Linked DNA regions of Sus scrofa: all the other regions are linked to region 2. Evidence: chromatin contacts called from public HiChIP or PLAC-seq data. All regions are on one chromosome and are shown on one strand. The core of a region is the stretch at or near the end of the contact, and the rest is flanking DNA. Distances in the headings are between cores, read along the strand shown. Region 1 overlaps SOX6 (transcription factor SOX-6). Region 2 has its middle 620 kb from the start of INSC. Region 3 has its middle 630 kb from the start of SOX6.

The links. HiChIP or PLAC-seq counts read pairs in DNA pulled down with a chosen protein or histone mark.
Region 1: an H3K27ac HiChIP or PLAC-seq map of skeletal muscle shows a contact between it and region 2. The contact joins two enhancer-like sites. A contact is called at or near these places in 1 of 47 Hi-C or Micro-C datasets (embryonic fibroblasts) and 1 of 2 datasets of contacts at active chromatin or transcription factors (skeletal muscle).
Region 3: an H3K27ac HiChIP or PLAC-seq map of skeletal muscle shows a contact between it and region 2. The contact joins two enhancer-like sites. A contact is called at or near these places in 2 of 47 Hi-C or Micro-C datasets (epiblast stem cells and skeletal muscle) and 1 of 2 datasets of contacts at active chromatin or transcription factors (skeletal muscle).

What each region holds. Positions count from the first base shown.
Region 1 is chr2:43,023,842-43,028,056 of Sscrofa11.1, reverse strand. It overlaps SOX6 (transcription factor SOX-6), which reads right to left. Exons shown (of 18, transcript XM_021085342.1): 15 at 4,107-4,215. Among named protein-coding and RNA genes, the nearest start is that of SOX6, 580 kb to the right of the region's middle. Within about 2 kb of position 1,961, at least 2 of the 83 cell types and tissues checked have an H3K27ac peak or open chromatin away from gene starts, as enhancers often do. A contact at or near this core is called in skeletal muscle, where this site is marked.
Region 2 is chr2:43,392,927-43,396,978 of Sscrofa11.1, reverse strand. No RefSeq gene overlaps it. Among named protein-coding and RNA genes, the nearest start is that of INSC, 620 kb to the left of the region's middle. Within about 2 kb of position 2,153, at least 5 of the 83 cell types and tissues checked have an H3K27ac peak or open chromatin away from gene starts, as enhancers often do. A contact at or near this core is called in skeletal muscle, where this site is marked.
Region 3 is chr2:43,074,913-43,079,062 of Sscrofa11.1, reverse strand. No RefSeq gene overlaps it. Among named protein-coding and RNA genes, the nearest start is that of SOX6, 630 kb to the right of the region's middle. Within about 2 kb of position 2,367, at least 1 of the 83 cell types and tissues checked has an H3K27ac peak or open chromatin away from gene starts, as enhancers often do. A contact at or near this core is called in skeletal muscle, where this site is marked.

The DNA.
Region 1 (4,215 bases), core at 712-3,211, 370 kb after region 2:
CCAGCACCAATGAATTTGTAGTTTTATAAATATCATGGTGAACAAGAAATGCTGTCTTATCATATTCAAGCCAAATAACAGCTGGACTTTAAAAATAAAATTTTGAAGACATTTGCCTTTTATATTTTTAATTTCTGTTTTCCTGGCTTATGGTTTTGTCATTTGATTTTGATGAGTGGTTAATACACATGCACAGCTGCCTCTTTGGGTGACCTTTCTCTTGCTGCTTCCATGCTCAAAGCTATGAAGCAGGTCGGTAAGTTGCTTACTAAGTGATATGGGCATGTTCATGACTGACAGACATCTTCCTGGGAAGCCAGGCTTACTTTATTAGTCACTTCAGAAGCCACACAGGAGAATGGGGTAAAAGTGGAGGAAGGGCAGAGCCCCTTAAAATTGTTGTTATGTGTTATTTACAATAGCCAAGACATAGAAATAACCTAAATATACATCAACAGATGAATGCATAAAAAATGTCATATATATATATATACACACACATATACATATACATATTTCATGTGATAAATGATATTGTATATAATACATTATACATTGTTGTATAATGTATACTTTGAATGTGATAAAAATTCATCCATAAAAAAGAAGGAAACTGCCGTTTGCAACAACATGGGTGACCTTGAAGGCATTATGCTAAGTGAAGTCAGATAGAGAAAGACAAATACTACATGATCTCACATATGTGTGGAATCTGAAAAGGCTGAACTCAGAGAAACGGGAGATGAGAATGGTGGTTTCAGGAGACTAGGGGTTGGTGGAAATGGGGAGATATTAGCGAGAGGGGACAAACTTCCAGTTATAAGACAAACAAACTCTGGCGATATAATATACAGCAGGGTGACTGTAGTTAAAAATACTGTCTTACATACTTGAAAGTGCTGGGAGAGTAGTTTTTGAATTTTCTCATCAGGAAAAAAAAAAAAAAAAAACAACAACAGTAACTTGTGAAGTGTAAACTTACCTTATTGTGGAAATCATTTTCCAATATCTACATGTATGGAACCATCCCACTGTACACCTTAACTTCACACCAACATTATTATGTCCATTATATCTCAGTAAATCTGGACAAATTTTTTTTAATATATTTATTTATTTTCCCACTGTATAGCAAGGGGGTCAGGTCTGGACAAATTTTAACTGGTCAAAAGCCAGAGAAAACATGGAGATGATCATGTGTGGACTAAGGAGGGATGACATCCTGGGCGAGAGCTACAACACTCACCTGTCAATGGAGTTACTTAATTTTCACTCTGAACCTCATTGGGGAACAAAGTCTTGAGCTGCTTGGCACTTTTCACAGTGATATGTATATCTGCTTATGTATCCAAGTATGCATTTCCCTTTTAATCTTCTATCTTCCTTCGCTAGACTTTAGGTTCCAAGAAGTTAGGAACATATTTGTTTTGCTTCCTTTGGTTTATCCAGTGTTTGGTTCAGGGACTGGCACACAGAACAGGCACTCAAGAAATGTTTGTCTGTGTATAGACCACAGACTGACTGAGGGAGTGAATGAATTTTTTAGATAGTCTTTCACTTCGGTCCTTTCTTACTCCTCCCCTTCAAGGAATATGGAGGCGCAACGTGGAGAAAGTATTATATGTACCTGTTATCTACTCTGCCTTTAGTATGAACTGTAACTCCAGCAGGCTTTGCAATCAGCTTACGCTTGAACAGATGCCAGGAAATATCCTAAAGTCAGCAGAAGGCTGCTACCCATCTCAGCAGTCCTCACAAAGGCACTGCACTTCTGTTGGTATTAAAGCAGGTAACTTGACTCCATTCATGAACTCACTGTCCCCCCAAAGCGCACGAGGTCTCAATGGCAACTCTGGGCAAGCTTCTGAAGGGAGGTTTTCACACGCTCCTTAAGCTCCTGGGCCACTACAGCCCTTCTACTATTACACTCATCAGGCATTGCTACTCTGTGTGACAGAGAAACATGAGAGCCACGGCATGGCATGACTTGCTATATTTAGGGGAGAGGAAATGGGTCATACTGAGGAAGGTCACAAGGAGTTTGTTCAGAAAAATGAAGGCACCACACTTATCTATCTATATAAACAGGGGGTGTGGGATAGCACAGAACTTAGGGGCTTGGGTTCTGAACCCAGGCTGCCTGGGATCAATTCTCAGTTCTACCCTCACTAGCCATGTGACCCCTGGCAAGTTACTTAACTATTCTTAGCCTTAATTTTCTCATCTGTAAAATGGGGGGAAAAATATCTTCTTTACAGAGCTATATATGATTTAAATGAGAAAACATGTGTTAAAAGCTTAGCACATTCTCTGGCATATAAAAGCTTGATATTTGCTGAGGAAAAGCAAAGTGACCAGGAAATTGGTTTGAATTCAGACAATCTGGTTATTGAATGGAAGTTCCAAAGATTTTTCTATATCATATGTTTCATTTTTTTCTTTTCATAATGTCTAATAACTCTGACCATGCTTTTTCATTTACCCAGCACACAAATATCATCAACTTGATTATTAGCCTTACTGAGAGGCCACTGGCTGTATTTGCACCTATGATACAGTTAAGAAACTAAGTGAAGAAAGATGAATGACAGATTAAGAAAAATCTGTTAGAACAAGGATGCAGTGATGGAACCCTGTAGCTCTTCGCCTGTGAAAAAATGAACAGACTGAATACTCCAAAGTGATGAAAAGTATTATGTCACCGTGTCGGTCAGAGATTTAGGTACTCTGCAGGACCATCTGCCAACAAAATTGAGATGGGCCACACCTGAATAACTGGCTCCCTAGACCACAGAACCTCAATCCTCAGCAGGGAAAAAACCTGTCCTTCTGAGTGCCTATAAAAATGTCAGTGTCACCGTGCCCTCAGTACACTTTCTTCAGGGAAGGCAGTGAGGATACTTCTGCTTTTGAGTCTGCTTTAATCCTCCCCGCTCCCCCTCTTCCTTCTCCTCCTCCCTTCCTTCCTTGCTCCCCTTACCCATGCACAAACTGGAATTTATTTTAACACCTTGTCCCTGGGACTATCATGAAACATTAGGCTCTCCCACTGGTATGAAAAACCTGCCTTCTGAAAACTCTCTGAAGTGCTTCCTAATGTCTGATGCTACCCATCTCTTAGTGTCCATGCCAGAGATTTCTGAACTGCCGAGGATGGCCCCAAGTGATCACCAGAAGCCACGCGCAGTTCAGATGCTACGAAATGTCTTCATGGGTTTTCCAGGGATTAGGGTCTTGGAAGAAATCCTGCCATTAAAAGGGATAATAGTAAGATTCCTCCCCTCAAGCTAAAGGACTTTAGCTAGGACCTGAGATGGGTGAAGTATTGTGTTACTCTGAAGAGAACAAATTAATCTTCCCTGACCGGTGGGAGGGATTCTGCCAAAGGAACAGCTAACGGGAAAACCAGTCCCTACTCTGTGATGACACAGTAAATAACCAGGCAACATTACCACTGAAGTGCTGACCTAACTCATAAATTGTACCCAGCCTCTGGGGAGCAATTTCTGCTGATTTGCTGCTTGTGCATTTAAAACAAACAAACAAAAAGGGAAGAGGAGCCGACAGGCATTGATAGTGCTGTGGGTAAACACATGGAGAGGAAAGCTGGTCTTTCCATCCAGACTTTCAAAAGACTTTATGATACTTAGTGCCAGACACAGGCCGGACTTTGCCTAAGCAATTATTAATTTTATGCTAGATCTGCTGCGAACTATCATTTAGTTCCCAAAATGGTTTGATTGTGCCTGGGAATCTCTTGATTTAAGGGTAAAAAATCCTCCTTTGTATTTTAACAAGAATGTCTGTGAGGTGGATGAGACACAGAATTCTGTTTTTCATTGGCATGTAGAGGGTTCTCCTATTTCAATACTTTAAAATGATACCTCGAAGTATTTGGATTGCTCTGTGTTCAGTAACACAGGATCTAGATGAATCTCAAAGTCCTCCACTATAAAATATATAAGGAAGACTAACATTTCTTCTGCTTTGCCAAGAAAACTGATCTAGTGACTCCCAAGAAAGATGACAAAGATCCTCCAGTTAACTCAGACCCACCTTTAGAAAAACACAGCGCTGCAGAAAAGAGCTACAGAAAAGCCACTCACCCTCTGCATCTTCTGGTCGAGTTAGATCAATGACACCTGGGCCCAGCTTTCCATCTTCACTTGACTTTCCTGTTAACTGGGGCCCCAAGTTTTCGAAACGGGTTCTTTC
Region 2 (4,052 bases), core at 904-3,403:
TCGCAAAGGATGAGTTTAATTGAGTGGGTCCACAGGGCACTCACACAACAGAGCTTGGACCTCAGAAAAGGAAGGCAGATTCAGATGCTTCGGCAAACAAAGATGGCTTGGAACCTGCAGAGTAACTTCATCTGTTCACTATGACCCGAAAGATTGAGCCCCAGGTGCAAAGAGCCATGGTCTTCTACAGACCACACCAGGAAACTAAAATGGCAGTGGTACCTTGAATTTGGGACTGCTTTCCTCCTAGAGGAGGAGATTAGGAGAAGGAAACTAAATTAGCTGAGCTGCTAGCATGCTTCAGGGATGTGGCATGTAATTTTCATAACATGTATTATGATGTTTCACTCAATATGTGTGATTGTCCCCCTTTCCTAAATGAAGCATTTGAGTCTCAGAAAGGGTCAGTAACTTTCCTAAGGGAACCAGCTAATAAGAGCAGAGCCAGGATTTAATCCAGCTAATAAGAGCAAAGCCAGGATTTGATCCGTGGTCAGCCAGTATCAAAGCTTTGCTTCTACCACTGCCTACTCTCACCAAAAGTTTCCACAGCTGACAGCTTCATCTATCACTGGTTAGGGCAATTTATCTCCTTTTTTCAGAGGAGGGTATTGAGACACAGAGAATTCTCCAAAAAGCATATTACCCATGGACACCTTACATCAGATAGCATTCTGATAAAAAACAGAGATGGAATTCTGATCTGACAGCGGTGGTACTGAGGAAAGTGTTTTCCTGGATCTCTGGGATAGAAGTGATTAGCCTCATTTCAATCTGTCTTTCCCAAAGTCATTTGCCTTGCTTATTCCTGACTTTGAGGGCAGATGTGACCACGCTTGGCTCTTTGATTTTTGAGGGGGTAGATAAAGTTGGGGACTGGAGCCACTTTCCTATTACATAACACGATCATTCCCTTAACTAAAAAAGTGGGGGAGGGGGAGGTGCACAGTTTCCAATTCAAGTGCTTTTCAAAAAATAGGGGAAAAACATAGTTAAAAAATTTGAAGAAAGAATGCCTCCCTAAACGTGAAATTGTTCAGAAATAGGTATTTGTAATAGGATTCAAAGTGCTCATGACAGCTACTACTTACACTGTTTAAAAAGTTGCAATTAGTACCAAAAGGCTTGGATGAAGAAAACATCATATCATAGGCATATTTATAAAACAACTTCCATCAGCCAAAGGAAAAATGGACAGAACTCTATTACAAGCTTTTTATATTTGAAGAGCAATTTCTAATAATATATCTAGAAGCCATTTCTGAAATTGACTTAGTGTGCATGATCTGGGATTAATGTTTTTTGCAAAATCACATGCTCATTTGAACGTAAACATTTTGCACTTCCGTTCCACCTCCTGGTTCAGAAGAATGCAACACCAATGTGTAAAATGATCTATCAAAATTAATTGTGAATGCCCTAATCCAATCAAGTCCACCTCATTAGGCAAACATTTAAATTATTAAGTTAAATAGTAGGATATTTCAATATCATCTTGTTATGCTATTTTTATGGCGGTGCAAATGCTGTCTACAGATGGGCTCAGCTTCCTGGACTTGCCACTATTGTTGAGGCACTTATCACCTCCGCTGGCAGGTTTCACACCTGTGTGACCTTGGTCCAGCCACAAACACTCACTCCCTCATAATTACTGTTGGAGCACCTACTATGTGCTAAAATTTGAAAGCCAGAGAAGACCTGCAGGATTAGCTCGTCACTTCTTTTCGAAGACATAGAAACTGAAGTTCTGAGAGCTTGGATCCTTTTTCATGGATCACTCAGCAAATTTGTAGCAGAGCAGCATGGAGAATCATGGCTTCCTGACTGCATCCATCTCTCTGCTTTCTTTTTCACTCTTCTAAATTGGTTTCCTGTTCATCTCCCTCTCTGCTTTAATTGAAGTAGAAATATAGAAATAAAATAGATCAGGTCCATGTTGGACATATTTTGAATAATGAGTCTTTTGCAAAATGACACTTTTATCCCACCCCCACCCCCACCCCATACCACACAAGATACACTCCCAACCTGGTTGTTCTTCTCAGGGCTTTAAATAGCTTGTCCTTTCCAAATTCCTCCAGCCAGCAAACAGCTATTCATCATTCTATATTTCCTTGAAGGCCAGCCCAACAGAGACATGTTTGGAAGAAATAAGATCTGGATGTCTCAGATTCCAGCCCCCAAATTAGTCTCTGGGTATGTGTATGTTGCAGGGAGGAAGAAGAAAGAGGAAACAGATAGGAACTAAAGCAGGCCTGAGGTCCAGGCATCACTCTGCCTATACTGGGATCCGGAAAATTACGTAGTCCTGTCCTCACCAGAACCCCCACTCCCTTTCCCCTCAGGGAGTGTGATCATGATGTCTGAAGATTTCACCCCAATTCTGGATGCAGATCTAGGGGACCTCTAGATGCTACCCTATTCTTTGCCATAAAGTGAAATGAAGAATTTCCCTGTGAACCCTTTTTGGTGTTTGGCTCAAATATGCACCCAGTTCTCTTTTCCTTATCCTCGGGGCGTGACTGAGGCAGGGAAAGAACTACCAAAGACATTTCCAAGGGAAACAGAACAGAGAGGGCCAATGGATCTGGATAATCCACACTGCTGAGTTTAGCTAGTGGGTTGTCTGATCCAGGCACCAGAGTTTCATTACAACCTTCATGAGTCCTGGTTGGCACTTTTGTCTCCATGGGCAATTTCCTCCATAAAATCTTTAAAAATTAAAAAAAAATCTTAAAACTACATTAATATAAAGAGGAATATATTAATATTATGAAATGACATTTCTTTCAACCTAAATTTTTTTTTTCCTCCTGATGTTAAAGGAATTTAAAATGTTTCTGTGAGTCCCTCCCTAAAGGTACCAGGGGCGCCGGGCACTGAGCCTACTGTTAATGGATAAATGCGCGCTGTCAGGCCCAAGAGCGTGAAGCTCAGGGAGAAAAGTCTCCCACTCTGCCTCCATTTGGTGGATGGACATCAATTCCAACAGCCTGGAAATATCTAGTTTCTCTGGATGCGGGCAAGAGGAAAGAGCTTTATCTCCTGTCCTCTCATTTCCTATTTCCTATCTGAGCACAAATTGAAAATTATTGGTGTAGGAAGAGGTCACCGTCTTTAATATCAATCAAGCTTAGGCTCTCCAAGGTTATCTTTGGAGGAAAACCACCTTTGTTCCTTGTCCTCTCAGTTTGATTCCTTTTGCCACCATCACAACCGTCCTCCGTAAAGACACATTGTTCACATGTTAAAATGCAGCTCAGTCAGGGTTAGAATCATCAAAAGACCTTCCCAAGGGGAAGTAAACACAGAGAATACTGTGAATTCATGATTCAAAAGGGCCCATAAGAACAGATGTTGGCAGCTATGACTCAGCAGAGGGACCTGGGTAGCCTTTGTTTAAAGAGCTGTAAAATTGGAAACTAATGCACCACTGGTGGGAGTATAGGTTGGTGCAACCCCTTTGCCAAAGCCCTGGCAGTATCAGCTAAGGTTGTCACATGACCCAACTTTTCTGTGCCTAAGTACTATATTGAACCAGATGAAATTGCCAACATTTGGCTGTTTTTGATCTACAAAAATGGCAAGTTAATTTGATTTGATCTAACACATAACCAAAAGAAATGCATTTGTCAAAAGCCACGTTTAAGATTGGTAGAGGAGCACTGTTCCTAGTAATTAAGCACTGGACATGCACAAAAACCCGTCAACCATAGCTTGGATTAAAAAAATATATGGTTTATTCATAGAAGAGTGCATGCAGTAAGGATAAATAAATTACAACTATCTATAACATCTTGGATGGCGCTCACAAACAGTGATGACTGAAAGAAGTCAAACGCAAAAGGGTATATATTGTATGATTCCATTTATATAAAATTCAGGTGCAAACACTACTAGCCCAGTTTGTTAGAAGTCAGAAAGGGGTTACCCTAGCCAAAGGAGACTATATGTTGACCTGAAACACATGTAAGGAACACTTTCTTGATCTGAGGATCAGTTTCATGGGTGTGTATACTTTGAGAAAATTCCCCAAGCTACATGAATTGCCT
Region 3 (4,150 bases), core at 1,118-3,617, 320 kb after region 2:
AAGCCATGTAAATTTGGTTTCTGTCGCTTATAATCAACAAAATCTTAATAATGCAGCATTTGATTGCACTAAAGCTTTGTAGGGTTTTGTTTCGTTTGATTTTATTTAGAAGAGGGGATTTCCCTGCTGTCTTCAACTTTCTGAATAATAGTTGAAATATTAGTTGAAAGAATGAATGAAGCAATTAAGAGAAAACAGTGATTGTAAAGAGAAGAAATTAATATTTTCAGAGGGATAAGAGAAGTTACAGACTTCATAATGCAAAACAAGGGTGCCATAAAAAGGGAAACTTCCAGGCAACAAAGAAAAGCATTTGGAGGAGTTCCCACAATGGCTCAGCAGGTTAAGAATCCAACTAGTATCCATGAGGATGTGGGTTTGATCCCTGGCCTTGCTCAGCAGTTAAGGATCTGGTGTTGCTGTGGCTGTGGTGTAGGCCAGGAGCTGCAGCTCCGATTTGACCCCTAACCTGGGAATTTCCATATACTGCAGGTGGTGGTGGCCCTAAAAAGAAAAAAAGGAAAAAAAAAAAAAAGCACTTGGAAATTAAATCTATGATTCAAAAATGAGAAACTCAATTGACATGTGAAAGATAAAATTGAAGACATTTTTCTAAGACACAGAATAAACTTAGAAAGAAATTAAAAAATAGAGAAGAAAAATAAAATTGAAAGACCACATCAAGAGGTTCAACATCTGAATTTATGACTTCCTGCGAAAGGCAGAGAGAACTGTAAGGAGAAAATCATCAAAGAAATAGGTCAAGATAACTTTTCAGAGCTGAAGGATATGGATTTCCAGTCTGAAAGGTCCCGTTGAGTACAACGAATGAATGTGTACCAGCACCAAGGCAGAGCACCATAAAATTCCAAAATGCTGAGGACAAGGAGATCCTATAAGTGATGAGAAAGAGAGAGAGATGTTGGAACAAAACTCAGAATGGCATCAGATTTTTCAACAGCTATGCTGAGAGCTAGAAAACAGGGAAGCAATACCTTCAAAACTTTACTGCGAAGCTATTTCCAAGGCAGAACTTTATTCAACCAAATTAACAAAGTATAAGTGTCGAATAAAGATATTTTAGACAAAGTCTGAAAAACAATGTATCTCTCCAGACAGCCTTTCTCAAGCAGCACCTGCCGGATGTGCTCTATAAAGTAAAGCAGTAAACAATGACAGAGAAAGAGAAGGTCTCTAACACATATATCATGGGGGAAGGAAGAGCCCAGGACCAAAGTTGTGCCATAGGCCTATTAAGCAACTGATCTAGGTTGGAATTGAAAAAGTTCTTCAGGATGATAGAGATGACAAAAGACTAATGTGATTGAACACAATGAAAGGATACTTACTCAGACGGAAGTCTCAGATTTGTGATTAGTACACCATCGATTTCATAAACTAAAGAGACTCGGTAAAATTCCAAACAACGGGAAAAATAACTCATGCAGAAATGAGAAAATAATCATAATTTTCCACGTCTCAGGTGTGAGCTCTGACTGAAAACTACTCTGGGCCCTACAAAGTACGGACCCAGAGTAGGAAATCCCTTGTTAATTCTTAAAACTGAAAAACCGGGAAGCAGCTATATAAGTCCTCTTTCTGCAGAACTTAAAGCTGAGAGAATATAAGTCTGGGGCTGCAGAGGTATAGCTCATGGAAAGAGACTGCTTGGGAGCAAAGCCAACCAGAGCAGATAGGAGAGATAGAGACATCAAGTCTGGATGGCCCTGTTTAAACACCTGTATCCAGCCATGCCTGAAGCTATGCTATCCTTGCACTTTTTCAGTTATGTAAGCCACTAAATCCCTTTTGGCTGCAGAAGCCATGTAAATTTGGTTTCTGTCGCTTATAATCAACAAAATCTAAATAATGCAGCATTTGTTTGCACTAAAGCTTCGTAGGGTTTTGTTTCGTTTGATTTTATTTAGAAGAGGGGATTTCCCTGCTGTCTTCAACTTTCTGAATTATCCTCCCTCCCCATGGCCAGTCAGAAAACTTGATGCAATTCATATATCTAAGTGGTCTGACTCTTACAACTGCAATAGCGAAATTAATCAATATTCAGCTGTCTTTAGTGTGCCCAATATTTCTTTAGTCTATCATTGTGGGCTTAACTAAAACTTAGGTTTAAATCGAATTTCCTCCAAACAGCATCCTAAAATTTGTAAAACTAATTACAATTCTAAACTTGGATCAGACGATTTAACTCTTCTGGACCTCACTTCCCAGATTTTCTTGGTTAAATTAATTGGACTTTAGCCATTTCTTGCAGCAGAGTTGCAAAAATAGAGAGTCCCAGATATTACACCCTGCTTGGCAGGCATTTAAAATTCAACAGCCTGAAAAACGATCCAGTTCCTTGAGCTGTATTTATAGTTGCAGTATTTATCCCCTGGTATGTCTTATCTGACACAGTTTAAGGTCCAGACCACTTGTCTTTTCCATGGCTCTGTCCAGGGCAAGTGTGTTTGGCTGACATCAGCCAGCACATCACTACCTGCCTTCCTGGAATCTGCAAAGGATCCAGTTATCTCTGCAGGTGGACAAGTAAAGGTGCCCCAGACCCAGACCTAAGGCTGCTTGGGAATTTACTTCCCATTTCCCTAGTGGGTCAAACCCATATATTTAGCACGTGTTCTTATTTTCAGTATTAATAAACAAGTGCCTTTTCTAAGGGAGTTAATTTCTTAATGTGTAGACATGCATTTAGATGACTTCATAAAGGTTTTTATCCACATATAGAATATATGAGTTGGGTTTTTTTGTTTCTTTTTGTTTTGTTTTGTTTTGTTGTTGTTTGTTTGCTTTTTAGGGCCATACCTGCAGCATATGAAGGTTCCCAGGCTAGCGGTTGAATCAGAACTACAGCTGCCGATCTATTATGCCACAGCTACATCAAAACCAGATCCAAGCAGTGTCTGCAACCTACACCACAGCTCACAGCAACACCAGATCCTTAACCCATGGAGCAAGGCCAAGGATCGAACTCGCAACCGCATGGTTCCTAGTCGGATTCATTTCTGCTGTGCCACGATGAGAACTCCTAGAATATACGAGTACTTTCGCCATTGAATCTATTCTAACTCAAGGGTGAGTCAGGGCAGTATAATGTCATTTCAGGAAAGAACAAACAATTGGTTTGTTCAGGGATCAGGATCCTGGTTACTCTTTGTGGTCATATAATTATTGTTTTGTTTTCTTCATTAATAATATCAGTGCTGGAGTTCCCGTCGTGGCGCAGTGGTTAGCGAATCCGACTAGGAACCATGAGGTTGCGGGTTCGGTCCTTGCTCTTGCTCAGTGGGTTAACGATCCAGCGTTGCCGTGAGCTGCGGTGTAGGTTGCAGACGCGGCTCGGAACCCACGTTGCTGTGGCTCTGGCGTAGGCCAGCGGCTACAGCTCCGATAAGACCCCTAGCCTGGGAACCTCCATATGCCTCGGGAGCGGCCCAAAGAAATAGCAAAAAGACAAAAAAAAATAATAATAATAATAATATCAGTGCTTCCTTCATTTCCAAAATAAACTCTATACTTTGCATTTCAAGATAAGGATCCAGCCTCATTTATTCTTTTCATATAATGACACTCATAATGGAAATACTAATGGAGTTTTTATTGTAATTAACACGTAACAATATTGCAAGACAGAATTATAAATAAGAGTCAAATAAAAGAATGGGCTAGATATCCTTGCACATCTGGTTTGGGTATGTATAATAATATCATCAGCTTATTAATATTAATCCCAAAACAGAAATTTAGTAGATTGTCTTAAGACTGATGTTATTTTTCCCAATCTAATTTTTTGAGTTCAATTGATGATATATGTCATATTAGGGACTGCTAGAACATCCAACTATTATTTCCTGAGCCTGAAGAATGCTGAATTGTTTTTGTATACTTATGGTTCCTGGTACTGCTTATTACCATTGTAAAACATCTTTTGTTGTACTGATGACAGTGGTGTTGACAGAAATATCAATAGAGGTAGAATGTTACCAAAAGGGGATAGACTAGTATTCTGCTGATGGGTGACAACAGTTGTTTCTTTGACAGGCTTTTACAGAAATGAGTAGGAGTCAAATTCTATTGCAAATACTTTGGGTGTCTCCATCTATCTATCTACCTCGCTACTGGAATTTGGCTGGTT